2 separate regions of the Drosophila melanogaster genome follow, and region 1 is linked to region 2. A link is a contact called in public Hi-C data. All regions are on one chromosome and are shown on one strand. Each heading gives the region's core, a stretch centred on a gene start, on an enhancer-like site or on the middle of the called end of the contact. The rest is flanking DNA. Distances are from core to core; before and after follow the strand shown. Region 1 holds the start of Dad (Daughters against dpp). Region 2 holds the start of Sf3a1 (Splicing factor 3a subunit 1).

What was found. Hi-C and Micro-C count contacts between places; a contact is called where the count stands out from the background.
Region 1: a contact with region 2 is called in a Hi-C map of the Kc167 cell line, with 4 times the contacts expected there. The contact joins the promoter of Dad here to the promoter of Sf3a1 in region 2. A contact is called at or near these places in 28 of 107 Hi-C or Micro-C datasets (the Clone 8 cell line, the D17-c3 cell line, the Kc167 cell line and 11 more) and 4 of 6 datasets of contacts at active chromatin or transcription factors (the Kc167 cell line and the S2 cell line).

What each region holds. Positions count from the first base shown.
Region 1 is chr3R:17,052,584-17,055,283 of dm6, forward strand. Dad (Daughters against dpp) reads left to right here and starts at 1,424. Exons shown (of 8, transcript NM_057912.4): 1 at 1,424-1,779; 2 at 2,453-2,591.
Region 2 is chr3R:17,001,060-17,003,759 of dm6, forward strand. Sf3a1 (Splicing factor 3a subunit 1) reads right to left here and starts at 1,296. Exons shown (of 7, transcript NM_142326.3): 1 at 1,092-1,296; 2 at 805-969; 3 at 576-747; 4 at 1-514. The coding sequence starts at 1,200. It overlaps Irc (Immune-regulated catalase), which reads left to right and starts at 1,816. Exons shown (of 11, transcript NM_001275724.1): 1 at 1,816-2,092. The coding sequence starts at 2,017.

The DNA.
Region 1 (2,700 bases), core at 174-2,673, 52 kb after region 2:
AGGGGCCCGACTCTCGCTTATTTAACGCTCACGACGCGATCAAATTCCTCCTGCCAACATCGCCGGTTGCCGGTTTCACTCCACAAGTGGCCTGTGTTCCCTGTTCCCGACCTATTATTATCGTAATGACGGGAGCCTATTTGCTTTTGTGTTTTCGAGTCGTCCAAACGAGAGACAATTATGTATTTCTACTGGAACTGACGAACCAGGGTTCCTGTTGGAGCGTCTGCTTGGCACTGTGAAAAATCTGGACGTGATCTTGTGTTCCTTACACGTTTAAGTAATACCGGTTTTAAATTACAATAAACTACAATAACTAAATTCGACGTTGCCACTGTATTGCACTGTACTGTATGTCATAGATGAACTAAAGGTAAACTTATATTTATTATTATTTAGAGAATTAGTTATAGTAATAACGACTGTAAAAAATTTTAGCATAGATAATTCCATCGACTTTTCTCGCAGTGCGGTATGCGATCCTCGCTGCGCGCTTTAAGTGTGTTTCTGTGTGTGTAGGGCCGCTGCAGGGGCGCCACTTTGTATGGGCGTGTGTGCGTCCGTGTGTTTGGCAGACATGGGCAAGGCAATGCAACTGATATGCCCTTGATCACAACCATTCATCACATTTTGCGGCAACCAAGACCGCGCTAAATGTCGATGTTGCTTCCTCAGGTTCTCCGCTCTCGACAGCATCGAGGGAGTTGAGTTTTTTGGCAACTTCAACAGACGTATTTAACAGGGGCTAATATGTACTGAGAGTTTTTAATTTGATTCGAATTAATTAAACCTTGTATGCCTTTTAAGCATTTACCTTTTAAGACATCTTAAATAAAATTTTAAGGTACATTAATCTTTTTTTAACTTAAATTATAAAATGCTCATACTGAACACGGCTTTTCAATTATAAACATATAGTTATAGATTTCTCCTATATTATAGGACAGCTTAGTATTTCCCACATAATTTGTCTAGGAAAACTTATCAATTTTTGAAATTACCGCGTTAGCCAACACTATTTCCAACGGCACTGCCAGCATGAAGCGAGTGTGGGTGTGCGTGCGCAGGTTGTATCTGTCCGCGGAAGCGAAACGAAACTCACCACGCCATAGTAGCCATCCAACGGATGCTCTCCACTCTCAGATGTCTTGGATTCTTTGGTTTAGCACTTGTAGTAGGAATGGGAATGTGAAAAATATGAAGATATTTTAACAAGTCTTTTCTAATTAATAATAAAACTGAAGTTCTTATACATTGTTAGAACGGGAACTTTATGTATGATTCTAATTTTACAATTTCTTGGTCTCTTAATTTTTCTCTCTCTCTCTAAACCTCCCTCTCCCAGGCGCTCTCTCAGGCGTTTCTCCCACGTTTATTCCCCACAGCTCCAAAGACTATCAATCCGCACAGTTAGCGCTTCGCTCATTGCCCCAACAATTTTCAACCGCGTCGCTTGTGTGTTCTTTTGCCGTTCGAGAAATCCAAATCCGAAAGATATCAACGAAAAGATGGATACTTGACGTATTGCCACGAGAAATTTTCCGAAATAACGTTATTTGTGTTCGAGACTGCTAAATGATTTTTGGGTTAATTAAATGACAAAAAAACGCAGTTCCTAAATATCGGACTTTTTCGCCTTTCCCCGACTCTTTTTTCGCAACATTTACGGGTTTTGTTTTTGTTGTTGTAAACGCGGGCGTCGTAAACAACAAACAAGTGCAGTGAAGTTGTTGTGCGCTCTAGAACTGAAATGTGAAGGAGGAAATACATAGAAAAAGTGTGAGTGCAGCAGGCAAATCAATTGAAGTGAGAATCGAAGGGGATTGGAAATCGTCAGGCGAAAATCTTTTATTTTTGCTGCTTGCTGTTATGAATTCTATGCATTTGTTTGTGTTTGTGTGTGCAAAGAAAGAGCGAGAATTCTCCGCCCGGATAACGGATCTTCGATCTCGTTTGCGTGCGTGTGTTTTGTGGTTGTGTTCGTGTGCGAATTAAAAATCAATGAGCATCGGGGGGAAAATGCGGGCCAAATAATAAGTGTGTTCAAGCTTTAACTGAGCAAATAACAGCAAGAAAAGAAATGCAATTGTTCGCCAGCCACGTACACACATTGTACCTGCACTGGCCCATACAAACAAACAAACGTATACGTATATAGCGGTGGTAGCGACGCCGGCAGAATCAAAGCAGAGCGCAAATCGCAAGCCAACAAAAAACACCTTTTCCACCACGTTAAAAATTGTTATTGTTTTCCGGCATTCGGCTACTTCAACATAATATTCAACCGAAATCAACACATTACTCGCACCTTATTAAATCCACACAAACGTACACATGCATAGGAAAAAGTGACTGACCAGCAGCAAAAAAAGAAAAAATCGACTGCGGTTACCAATCCAATAACAAAAACCCGTCGGCACGTGTTAAACAAATTCAAATTCGTTGCTAATAGTTTGTTTCTTCTGCAGTAAATGTAAATACAAATTATCAAGTGAACCTCTAAACATATCAAATACACCTACACATATCAAAAAGTAATACTACATAAGGAAAGGATTAAACGGAAACCACCTAACAAAAAATTTTAAACAGTAAGTACCTATTTCCACTCCTTAGAACTCAAAATCAAGCCGATTTGAAGAGGTGCACTCGTGATTATGCAAAATAGCTAAGTCAACAAACAAATGCTTATCACTCATT
Region 2 (2,700 bases), core at 46-2,545:
GCCCTCGTCGTCCGACTCGATCTGCATTTCTGTATCGCCCTCTTCGTCCATTAGACGCTCTTCCATTAGCACACGGGCTCCTACCTCGTCGGGATTCGTGGGTGGCGGGAAGTTGCCCGATTCGAATGGCTGATAGTCCACCGTCTCCACCACCACAAAGTCATGCCAATCGATTTGGGCATAGGCCACGCGCTCCCTTTCGATCTTCTCCTCCTCACGGCGGCGTTGTGCTTCTTGGTGACGCTGCCAGTTGGCCCGATATTTAACCTGCTCCAGCACCTGGTTCATGCTGCTCCTGCCCGGTGCGCTCTCGGAACGCAGTTTGCCCAGCAAATCCTTTGGAGGTATCAAGACCTTGGTATACTGCTCCAGCAACTTGGTAAAGTACTGGAAGAGCGAGTGCTGGGGTCGCAGGAAGTCAAACTGAAAGTTACGCTGCTCCCGGCTCATAAGATTGGTCAGAAACTGTCGGCCGTTACGGGCCACAAATTGAGCAGTTAGCTTCACAATGTCCCTGAAAAGATATGCAAGACAATAAGACAGCGATTGGAACTTCCTGGCGAGTGGACACTTACAAATCCAGCGCCGAAATGGAGGGCGGATCGGCTATGAACTCGAATTCAGGTGGAGGTTCCTTTGGTACGAACTGCTGCTCCACCACTTGCTTGAGAAGCTCTTGCTGGCGCTGTTGGGCGGCACTGGTCACCGCCAGCTGCTTCATGCTGGCAAGGGCAGTGATACCGGCATCTGAAACGGTCTCATGTATTAAGAGGAAGTATTAATGGGAAGTGAACGAAAACATACCATTGCCCTCGCGGAACTCGTTGACCTTGTGTCTGTAGTATGCGTGGTAGGGATCTCCGCCATTTAAGAAGTTAAACTTTGGATTGCCCAGCTCATTTTGGCGGATGCGCGCCTCGAATTCCGGTCCATTGCGAGCCACAAAACTGGCGGTCTTGTCAACGATATCTAATAGTTAAAGCTTTGATAACTGAGTATGGGAAACGCTAAATGTGTATTAAATGAATGTATTTTGAGTAAAAAATGGCTAAATTGAGAAAAAAGTTTGTTTTCTTTTTGGCAAAGGATGCTTCTAACTTCCGGCGGCGGATAGATAATCCCAATGATTGGACCCGACATCGACTTGGGCTGATCATTGCCGAACTGCTCCTCGTTGGCTTCCGCGTCTAAAGTTGCCATGGCTGGTGAAATCGTCCTCTTTTATTGATAAAATCTGATTGCTTTTTGAGAAATGAGAAAACGCTTGTTTAGCCGAAAATTAGAGGTGGAAGGAATAGGGATGGAACAATCGTTGGACTGTTGCCACCGCCATCGATAGTTTTCTTACATTCATGTAGTAATGTTAGGGTGACTCAATAAACGAACTAGTTTCAAGCCGGAACTAGTGAACCACTGGCTCAGCCTATCGATTAATTTGGCGCTGGATTTAAACAATCTGTCGGACAAACCATCAACTCAGGCGTTAATAATGGCTTATAAAATCTTTACATATATATCAGTAGATGGACGGACAAAGGCGTGGGCAGAACTGAACCCCACGGATGAGGTCTTTATTTGCATATTATGTTAGTGTTGGTACGGCTTTGTACGGGTGGCTTGATTCACCAAGCCAAAACAAAAATAACATTTGTTTACGTTTGTACGACTTTATTCATTCGCTGAGAGAGTCTGCTGCCAGCACGATAGCCAGATGATGATGATGATGATTATCCAGATGATGAGGTTCCCTTGTGCGTGATAACGACCCGACTCATTCTCATTCTCATCGACTCGATTCTGTCGAGATTTGCCCCCAAGCTCAGTAGTCTACGAATCGCTGAGCCGTCGACACGGTTTAATTGGACTGAAAGCGCGGATTAGGTCCGATAGAGTCGCAGTTCGGATCACTTCCTTATCACAAGCTAGCGACGTGACTTAAATCCCATTGACGTGCGGGTATTTTGTGAATCACAACCGGTGGCTGAAAAATCCGAGTTCTAGAACAAAGACACTGCAATGGGTGGAATTCAGTACATCTGCCTGCTGGCTTTCATAATAGGAGCATCATTATTGACAACAATCGATGCTAATTGTGAGTCCGCTAGCAGTATTTAAATTAAACTCTGTGTTTATAGAGACATTTTGGTGTCAAGTATCTCATTCTCGTGCTAATTTCTTTTAAGAGAGCACAGTCTTCTTCGTGTAGAAAAGTAGACCAAATAGAGGGAAACCTATTAATTTTATAGCTTGTTATTCGGTTTATTATGATAATAAAAACTTTATTGAAGTATATAAATATTTAATTGATAAAGCAGAAAGACATTCGTAAAGCGGAGGCTGGTCGTCTCACAGCGATAAATTTCCACAATCACTACGCACTATTTAGCCTGTAATTAAGTACAAGTATTAAAAATATATACAGAAATGGGAAACTGTTTTATTGATCAATGTAAAATGTACTTTCCACTTTCTGCGAGTGCTCAAGCGTTATATCATCATGAATGACTGCATTGGTTTTTACCAGGTTTTCACATTTGTTTATTGTAATAAACATTACTAAATTGTTACATTCAAAAAACCCCATTTGCATATACTTGTTGATAAAGATTCCAATAAATTCCAAAAGCTCACCCCAAGGTTCGCATATATGAGGGCTTATCGCTGAATAAGAATTCCCAATCAACAATTGTTTACTGATCG